Linked DNA regions of Hordeum vulgare: regions 1 and 2 are each linked to region 3. A link is a contact called in public Hi-C data. All regions are on one chromosome and are shown on one strand. Each heading gives the region's core, a stretch centred on a gene start, on an enhancer-like site or on the middle of the called end of the contact. The rest is flanking DNA. Distances are from core to core; before and after follow the strand shown.

What was found. A called contact is a pair of places that touch in the nucleus more often than the background predicts.
Region 1: a contact with region 3 is called in a Hi-C map of leaf, with 7 times the contacts expected there. The contact joins the promoter of LOC123444759 here to the enhancer-like site in region 3. A contact is called at or near these places in 3 of 6 Hi-C or Micro-C datasets (leaf and seedling).
Region 2: a contact with region 3 is called in a Hi-C map of leaf, with 3 times the contacts expected there. The contact joins the promoter of LOC123440446 here to the enhancer-like site in region 3. A contact is called at or near these places in 2 of 6 Hi-C or Micro-C datasets (leaf and seedling).

What each region holds. Positions count from the first base shown.
Region 1 is chr3H:533,940,306-533,943,005 of MorexV3_pseudomolecules_assembly, reverse strand. LOC123444759 (serine hydroxymethyltransferase 7) reads left to right here and starts at 1,353. Exons shown (of 4, transcript XM_045121592.1): 1 at 1,353-2,700. The coding sequence starts at 1,682.
Region 2 is chr3H:533,884,586-533,887,398 of MorexV3_pseudomolecules_assembly, reverse strand. It overlaps LOC123440446, which reads right to left and starts at 1,465. Exons shown (of 2, transcript XM_045117012.1): 1 at 545-1,465; 2 at 1-280. The coding sequence starts at 874.
Region 3 is chr3H:533,692,051-533,694,750 of MorexV3_pseudomolecules_assembly, reverse strand. No RefSeq gene overlaps it. Among protein-coding and RNA genes, the nearest start is that of LOC123444758, 73 kb to the right of the region's middle. Within about 2 kb of position 1,325, at least 1 of the 3 cell types and tissues checked has open chromatin away from gene starts, as enhancers often do. A contact at or near this core is called in leaf, where this site is marked.

The DNA of each region.
Region 1 (2,700 bases), core at 104-2,603, 250 kb before region 3:
CCTTTGGTGCGACAACATCGGTGCTACGTTTCTATCGACAAACCCGATGTTTCATGCATGGACCAAACATATTGAGATTGACTATCATTTTTGTGAGGAAACGTGTTGCACAGAAGCTAATACAAGTCAGATTTATCTCTTCTAAAGATCAACTTGCAGACATCTTCACCAAGCCTCTACCTTCTCCCATGTTTGAGGTCTGTAGACCCAATCTCAACCTTCTAGACGCTCGAGGAGTGAGTTGAGATTGAGGAAGGGTGTTAGACTTTGTATAATAGCTCAACTGTGTAAATTCATACCGTATTGATATAGGACTTGATTGTACATTGTACATCATTACATATGAGATAGGCCAGCCCATAAAGGGTTGAGTCAGTTTCCACAAAACCTACATTTTACAGAAACTATGTTATTTGACTATATGTTTGAATGCAAAAGCAATGCAAAATGAGCTATTTGTTGAAATAGGACGGCCAGCCGGCCACGCCGGCACATACAGATCGACGCGTTTGACGCAATGCAGACCCAATTCTAAAACAGAACGGACTTCGGACAGATGGTCAACCCAAACAGACAAAAAACGAACAAAAATGTCGTCCGTTTATGTCGGTCCGTTGAAGTTGCTCTAAATGAGAGGGTATATGTACTCTGTCTAGTCCAGATGAAATCCCTTCGAACTGAACATCGCTGAAAACACAAGGAGGTTCATCCGCAGAATCCAGAACTCGAACCATGCAAAAGAAATACTCCCTCCGTTTCTAAATATAAGTCTTTAAAAATGTTTCATTAGTGGACTACATACGAATGTATATATATATACTTTAGAGTGTAGATTCATTCATTTTACTTCGTATGTGGACTCCTAGTGAAATATCTAAAAGACTTATATTTAGGAACGGAGGGAGTAAAAAAGAAATCTCTACTACTCTACACAAACGCGTGGATCATGGACGGATCGGAGGCCCAAATCTTCGGCAGAGCCATCGTCAATCAATGCACGCACACCTCATCTTCCGTACTTTTCAATCCACAAAAAAGAGAGCTCATCCCTCGTCAATAATAAACAAACGAAAAGAACAAACCTACGCAATAAAATAAAAATAAAAATAACAACGGGACCCCTTTGCATCGATGACGCCATTGGGAACGTTCGCAGGCGGCCAGCCAGCGCGATCGGAATGCACAAAGTCGTCGCCCGGACCGGACCGGACCCCGCGACCCGTTCCGAGCCCACGGACCCAAACGGGCCGCCACCGGCACGTGGACGGGGGCCGCGGGGGCGCGCACCGGCCCCCGTCCGGTTTCCCATCCAGGTGCGTCCCCCCGTCCGCATTCCATTCCCCAACCCGTCCCCGTCCCCGTCCCTTCCATCGCCTGGCCCTCGTCGATACAACCAAGCCAATCAAATCCCCCTTGCCTTCCTCCTCCTCCTCCACCCCGTCTCAGATTCCAAACGCCGCGTGCCCGCGGAATCCCCAAACCCCGACCTCCCTCCCCGAGCCGGCCCATGCTTCCCTCCGCCGCGGCCCCGCCCACCCCCGCCGCCGCCGCCGCCGCCGCCGCCAGCCTCCGCCGCTGCTGTAGCCTCCGCGCCCCGTGCTGCGTCTGTTGTTGTGGGTGCTGCTGCTGAGCGCTACGGTTGCGGTTTCTCGTGAGGCGATTTGGGGAGAATTTGGAAGGTATGGATCTCTCGCGGCCGGAGTCGTCGGACCTCTCGCTCGGGCTCCACCCGCACGCCCACGCCAACGCCCACGCGCGCGCGCACGCGCGCGCCGCCACGCCGCTGCGGCTGTTCGACGACTCGGACGACGTGAAGACGGAGGGCAGCGTCGGGGGCGGCGGCGGCGGCGACGGCGAGAACGGGGACGACGAGGGCGCCGACCAGCACTTCTCGCTCCTCGGCCACTCGCTCTGCGTCAAGCGCCCGCGCAACGCGCTCTACGGCGGGGGAGGAGGGGAGGCCTCCTCCTGCTCCTCCTCGTCCGCGGCCATGCGCCCCGCGAAGCGCCAGGCGGCGGGCGCGGATCTGGAGGCGCGGCGCCGCGCGGTCCGCGCCTGGGGGAACCAGCCGCTCGCGGAGGCCGACCCGGACGTGCACGCGCTCATGGAGCGCGAGAGGGACCGCCAGGTGCGCGGCATCGAGCTCATCGCCTCGGAGAACTTCGTCTGCCGCGCCGTGCTCGACGCGCTCGGCAGCCACCTCACCAACAAGTACTCCGAGGGCCACCCGGGGGCTCGCTACTACGGCGGGAACCAGCACATCGACGCCATCGAGCGCCTCTGCCACCAGCGCGCCCTCACTGCCTTCGGCCTTGACCCCGCCTGCTGGGGGGTCAATGTCCAGCCCTACTCATGCACCTCCGCAAACCTGGCGGTCTACACAGGGCTTCTCCTTCCTAATGACCGTATCATGGGCCTTGAGCCGCCGTCCGGTGGCCATGTCAGCCACGGGTACTACACGCCTAGTGGTAAGAAGGTGTCTGGCGCCTCCATATTCTTTGAGAGCTTGTCATACAAGGTGAATCCACAGACTGGCTATATTGATTATGACAAGCTTGAGGACCGGGCAATGGATTTCCACCCCAAGATTCTTATCTGTGGTGGGAGTTCCTACCCCAGGGAGTGGGACTTTGCACGGATGAGGCTGATAGCTGATAAGTGTGGCGCAGTGCTCATGTGCGACATGGCGCATATTAGCGG
Region 2 (2,813 bases), core at 216-2,715, 190 kb before region 3:
CGTTGTTCTTGTCGTCGTCGTCGTCCGCGCCGTCGGAGGAGGACGAGCACGGGGACCCGGCGACGGCGCCGCCGGCCAGGATGAGCAGGAGGAGGGAGCTGGCGTTGTGCAGCGCGTAGAGCAGCCCGCGGAAGCCGTTGAAGCCGCTGAGCCTGGCGTCGGCCGCGCGCCGCTCGTCCAGCTGCAGGGACAGCGGCGCGATCCTCGACTCGGACAGCGCGCGGTTCTCCTCCTCAGCCGCCATGGCCTCCCTCCTCGACGCCGAGATCGCCCTCATCACCTGGTGGGTGTCGCCAATGCACGCGCCGCGCCATCAGATTGGAAGAAACAGAGCAAAAAGAAGCAAGCAAAGTAATTGACGATGGCACACGACACAGGACTGAATCGCACAGTGCAGAGAGAAGTTCGAGAGAGAGAAAAAAGGCGGGGACATGATCATTCATGATCACCATTCTTTTCTTCGAAAGAGATATCATAATTGCTACCGCGCTGCTCGCACGCAGAGGACGTGTCCGAATAAAGCAAAGAAGTGACCGGGACCAACCTGGCGTGTGGAGAGGGGGGAGGGGTCCAGGAGCCAGTCGTCGAGGGCGGCGGCGGCGCAGGAGGCGGCGGCGCAGTAGCGCTCGACGGCGGCGAGGCCGAGCTTGACGGCGAGGCAGGCGTCCCAGAGGCGTGCTGTCTCGTCCATGTACTCGTCGAGCCACCGGCCGCCGGGCGGCAGGTGGAGCTGGCCGACGAGCAGCATGAGCTGCGAGTGCAGGCCCCTGAGCAGGGCCGCCGCACGCAGCAGCGCCGGCAGCGAGGACAGCCCGCCCGCGCCGCTCAGGTCGTCCAGCCCCCGCGCCAGGGTCGCGAAGAAGGCGTTCACCATGGCTCTGCCTGCTGTAGCGGTACTGTGCGGTGCCGGTGAGGTCTCGGGGTCGAGCTGGAGGAAGCCGACGGCGCGCGGGTGGCGATATATATAGCGCGGGCGCGGGCGTGCAGGAGCAAGAAGACGAGGGGGGAGTGGAGGAGGAGGGCGAGAGCTGGGGACACGACGACACGATCGGGGTGGGGGAGTGGAGTGCAATGATGGGTGTCTACAGGAGGGGGAGAAGGGCGATGATGAGGTTGGGGCGAGGCAGCGGCAGCGGCACGGCCATGGCAGCCCTCCTCCTGCCGGCCCGCTTTGCTGGGTCGTGGGTGTCCTCCCTCCCTCCCTCGCGCGCGCGATCGGCTTATTGTCCCCGTTGTCCGTGCGGGAGCGAGCAGGTCTGGTGTGTACGAGCGGGCGTGTTGGTGGTAGCCTCGGCTTCGCTGGGTTTCCGGAAGGGGTTGAGCATGGTATGGTTATGGTATGGTTGGGAAAGAGTGCCTTTTTACACCACTGTTTCCTTGTCCGGCTAGATTGGGTATTTTGGGGCTTCTCTTTAGCGAAAACTGAAGAAATGTCACCTCAATGCTAGCCAAATGTGGGAGCGTTTGCTCAGCAAGTTGAGCAGTACATCAGTCGATTTACTTTTCCTCGCAGTTAAGTCTTGATTTGCTTACAGAATCAAATTCCTACATGGTGCCGGACCCACACTAGACTCGAGGAGTGCGTATCATCCCCTAGCGTAGTCTAAGGTTTTCTATCCTTACGGCAAAACCCCGCCGCAAGTCCACCGGTGCCGGTATCGCCGACGAGTGTCCGCCGCTAGCTCCACCATCCCACGCCCTCCATCATCCTTCTACCCCCCCTCCTCGCCCGTTCCGCGCTTCTCCGGTGACTCCAAGCGACCGCGGAGGGACTCCCACACGCGATAACGATGGCAGCGTCACCGTTCTCCTCGTCTACCGGCAAATCCCAGGGCAAGGAAGATGACCTTGGTGACTTCTTCGACAAGTTAGATCTCCACGAGGACAAGTTTGATGATGTTGTGGTGGAGGAGGATGCTCCTGAGCTACTAGAGGAGATCCGATGGGTTGCCCTAGCTAGGGTTCATAACTCAATTTTTTTTAGCCAGGCTGCGTTCTATAAGGACATGCGAGCAGCCTGGAATTGCTCTCAGCAAGTTCGGTTTCGTCCCATTGGCCCGAACCTATTCGTGGTGCAGGTCTACTGTCTTGGAGATTGGGATCGTATCACGCAACATGGACCATGGCTTTTTCGTAACATGGCTATTCTGCTAGCTCCGTATGATGGATTCACAAAAATAGAGGACGTTCTGATGGTCTATATGCCCATCTGGCTACAAATCCACAAGCTGTCGGATGGCTACTGCAGACATGACCTCATTGTCAAGTTACTTCGATCTGCAGGGGAGGTTCTTGAGACCAGGATCAATGGGAACTTCAGAGGGGACTACGTCCGAGTTAGAGTGAACCATGATATTCGGAAGCCCTTGACCAAATTCGTAAGCATTGTCAAGGACAAATCTCGTCATATCTTTGCTGTTAGATATGAAAAGCTTGCCAAGTTCTGCAGTGCATGTGGTGTAATTGGGCATGACCATAAAGAGTGTGGCAACGGTGTGTTTGAGGAAACGGATCTAAAATTTGGAGCCTATCTGTATGCGGATCAGTTGGTTCGTGCTCGATCGGATCGGGAATATCCACCAGACCATGAAGCTCCTTTATACCCGGCTGCGGCCAAACAATGGACAGGTAAAACGACTCAGGGGGTCGTTGTTGAACAGCAAAAGTCTAGCCCGCGTACTTTTGACCAGGAAAGTGACATGGAGTTTGATAAATCGTCACGAAAGCGGCTGAATGATACGGAGGCTAATGCCTTACCAGATGCCGAAAAGGTTGCTGCCCCTACGGGGAGGGTTCTGCTGCTGACTGATAGT
Region 3 (2,700 bases), core at 76-2,575:
GGCGACCGAGTTGTGCTCCTTGTTGTCTCCCGTGCAGGATTTTCAGGTGTCACCATGACCGGATGAGCGCTACCTAATCGGTGGAATTCCCTTCACCACGAAGGCAACATATGAGCTAACCATGTCAGATGACAACGACACGCACAGCGTGTCCATATGGTCTTCTTGCGTCCCCAACCGTGTGAAGATCTTTGCGTGGCTGCTCTTTCGTGACCGACTCAACTCCAAAAGCAACCTCCTCCGCAAGCATATCGTCTCAGGCTCACTTTGCCCCGCGGTGCGGGTTCCATGGTGAGAATTGCACCCACATCTTCATTCACTGCCCGCTCTCACAGCGTATATGGCAACGAATGGCCCTCTCTCCTTCGGATACCATTGACGATCTTTGGGATTGTTGTCTACCTCCCCAAGTAGACATGGTGATATGGCACTCAATCCTTCTCATTATTCTATGGAAGATTTGGGACTCGAGGAATGCCATGACCTTCACACAGGAAAATCACCATAGTATCTTCACTCTCAAGCGAATCATTGATGACCTCACACTCTGGACAAATAGGATGAAGAAACCAGATCATAAACACGCTGCCTACTCATGTCGATCTTACTTCTTATCACATTTACACGTGCTTATGTAATTCACTCTCTAATCTGACACTGGGTTACGGACTTGAAAAATATATTCAGGTGGGGAGCTCCCCCCCCCCCCCCCCCCGTTGATTTTTTAAAAAACAAATGGATGAGCTTTTTCAAATCGGATGAGCTTTTTTAATATTTAATGAACTTGTTTTCAAAATTTATGAAGTTTTTTTCATATCAGATAACTCTTTTTCAAAAGCAATTGATCTTTTCTCAAAATTGGTGCTTTTTTTCTTCAAATTTGATGATATTTTTTTAATCGGTAAACTTTTTTGAAATCCAATAAACTTTTTTCCAAATCGATGAAAAAAAAATCAAATTTAATTATCTTTTTCCAAAAAAAAAGAATAAAAAAATCGGTAACTTTTCTCAAAATTTAACGAACTATTTTTACAAAAAATCATGAACACAAAAGTCCCAGTGCTATAATAAATGGCTGAGTAAGAAATAGTACGGCTTCATTAGTTCTAATACAATTTGTGTTGCATTGTTTCACTAGCATTCTAAAGGTCTAGTGGTTAAGCGAAGCAATTACATGGATGTGTGGCGCCAGATTGATTTCCTGTGCCACCATTTTATCACGTGTTTCTTTTTTTGCGAACAAATTTGTTCCTGGCCCCAGCTTAAAACAGCCCACAGACGATGCAGTGTAGGCGCCATTTCCAGATTCAGGCGCCTACATCGCCAAATAAGACCTCCTGAACGCTCTTTGTATCCAGCAGCGCGCGGACGCACAGATGAATCGTGACTGGACCGGCCCACTAACATTAAATAAAGGATAAAATCCGAATTATTTAGATAAAAATCCAGAATATTTTTTAGAATTTAGGAATAAACTTTTCAAAAATCCGAAGCATTTTTCTAAATTTCTGAACGTTTATTAAAATTCTGATTTTCTTTTCCAAAGTTCCGGAACAGGTTTTAAAATTCCGGAACATTTTTTCAAATTCCGGAACATTTTTCCAAATTACGGAACAATTAGCCAAATTCCGGAACATTTTTTTGGAAAATCCAGAGTATTTTTTCAAATCCTGGAATATTTTTCCAAAATTCCGGATCATTTTTTAAAATTCCCGAATTCCTGTGGAGCCGACTCTAATAGAGGTCGTAAAAAGAGGTGGATGCCTTTTTCATAAAAGAAAAAAGATGGTTGGAGGCCTACTGATTTTGCCTGCAAAAACCCGGATAGCGATATGTCTCCTTTATAGCGAGACCTAGCGTGCTCTCCCATGAGACGCCTCCCTAAATAGGTTAGTGTTTATCACTTTAGCTTATACATTCAAATATTCTAAATAAATATACTCAAAAAGATTTTAAATAATCACAATTTAAAATAATATTGCACAAGCATTAAAAATATTAAATGTGTATAAATGAAATGTTTCTTATGTATACAAACAAATTATAGTACGTGTGAGAAAATGAGGCCGGATACTAAAACATTGTTCATCAATCTTTTGACAATGTATTAAAAAATGACAAAATTCTATTTGACAAATATTAATCAAGCATTTGAAAAATGTTAAACACGTACAGAAACAATGTTACCATGTATTCAGAAAAATTGTCAAACTTGTAATTAAAAATTGTTAACTGAGCATCTAGAAAATTTTAAAATGTGTACAAAAAAAAGTTGAATATGTATTAATAAAATGTCAATCTTCTATTTAAGAAAATGTTAATCAAGCATTTAAAAAGTATTAATAACGTGTATAAAAAATGTCGACCATGTATTTAAAAATGTTAACCAAGTATTTGACCAATGATAAATGTGAATAAAGTAAATGTTTCTCATGTATATAAAAATATAAAATGATCTAAAAAAGATTATCATGTATTTAGAAAATCTAATGAAACATCTTTAAAATGTTAAACAAGTATTTCAATTTTCAATGAAGTATTTTAAAAAGGTTAATTCCAATCAAAATGTTGACCATGTATTAAAAATATATGCTAATCTTGTATTTACATTTTTAAATAAAATTACAAATTAATAAAATGTGATTAAAAAAATGGTGAACATATATTAAATAATGTTAATATATTTTTCAAACATATTAA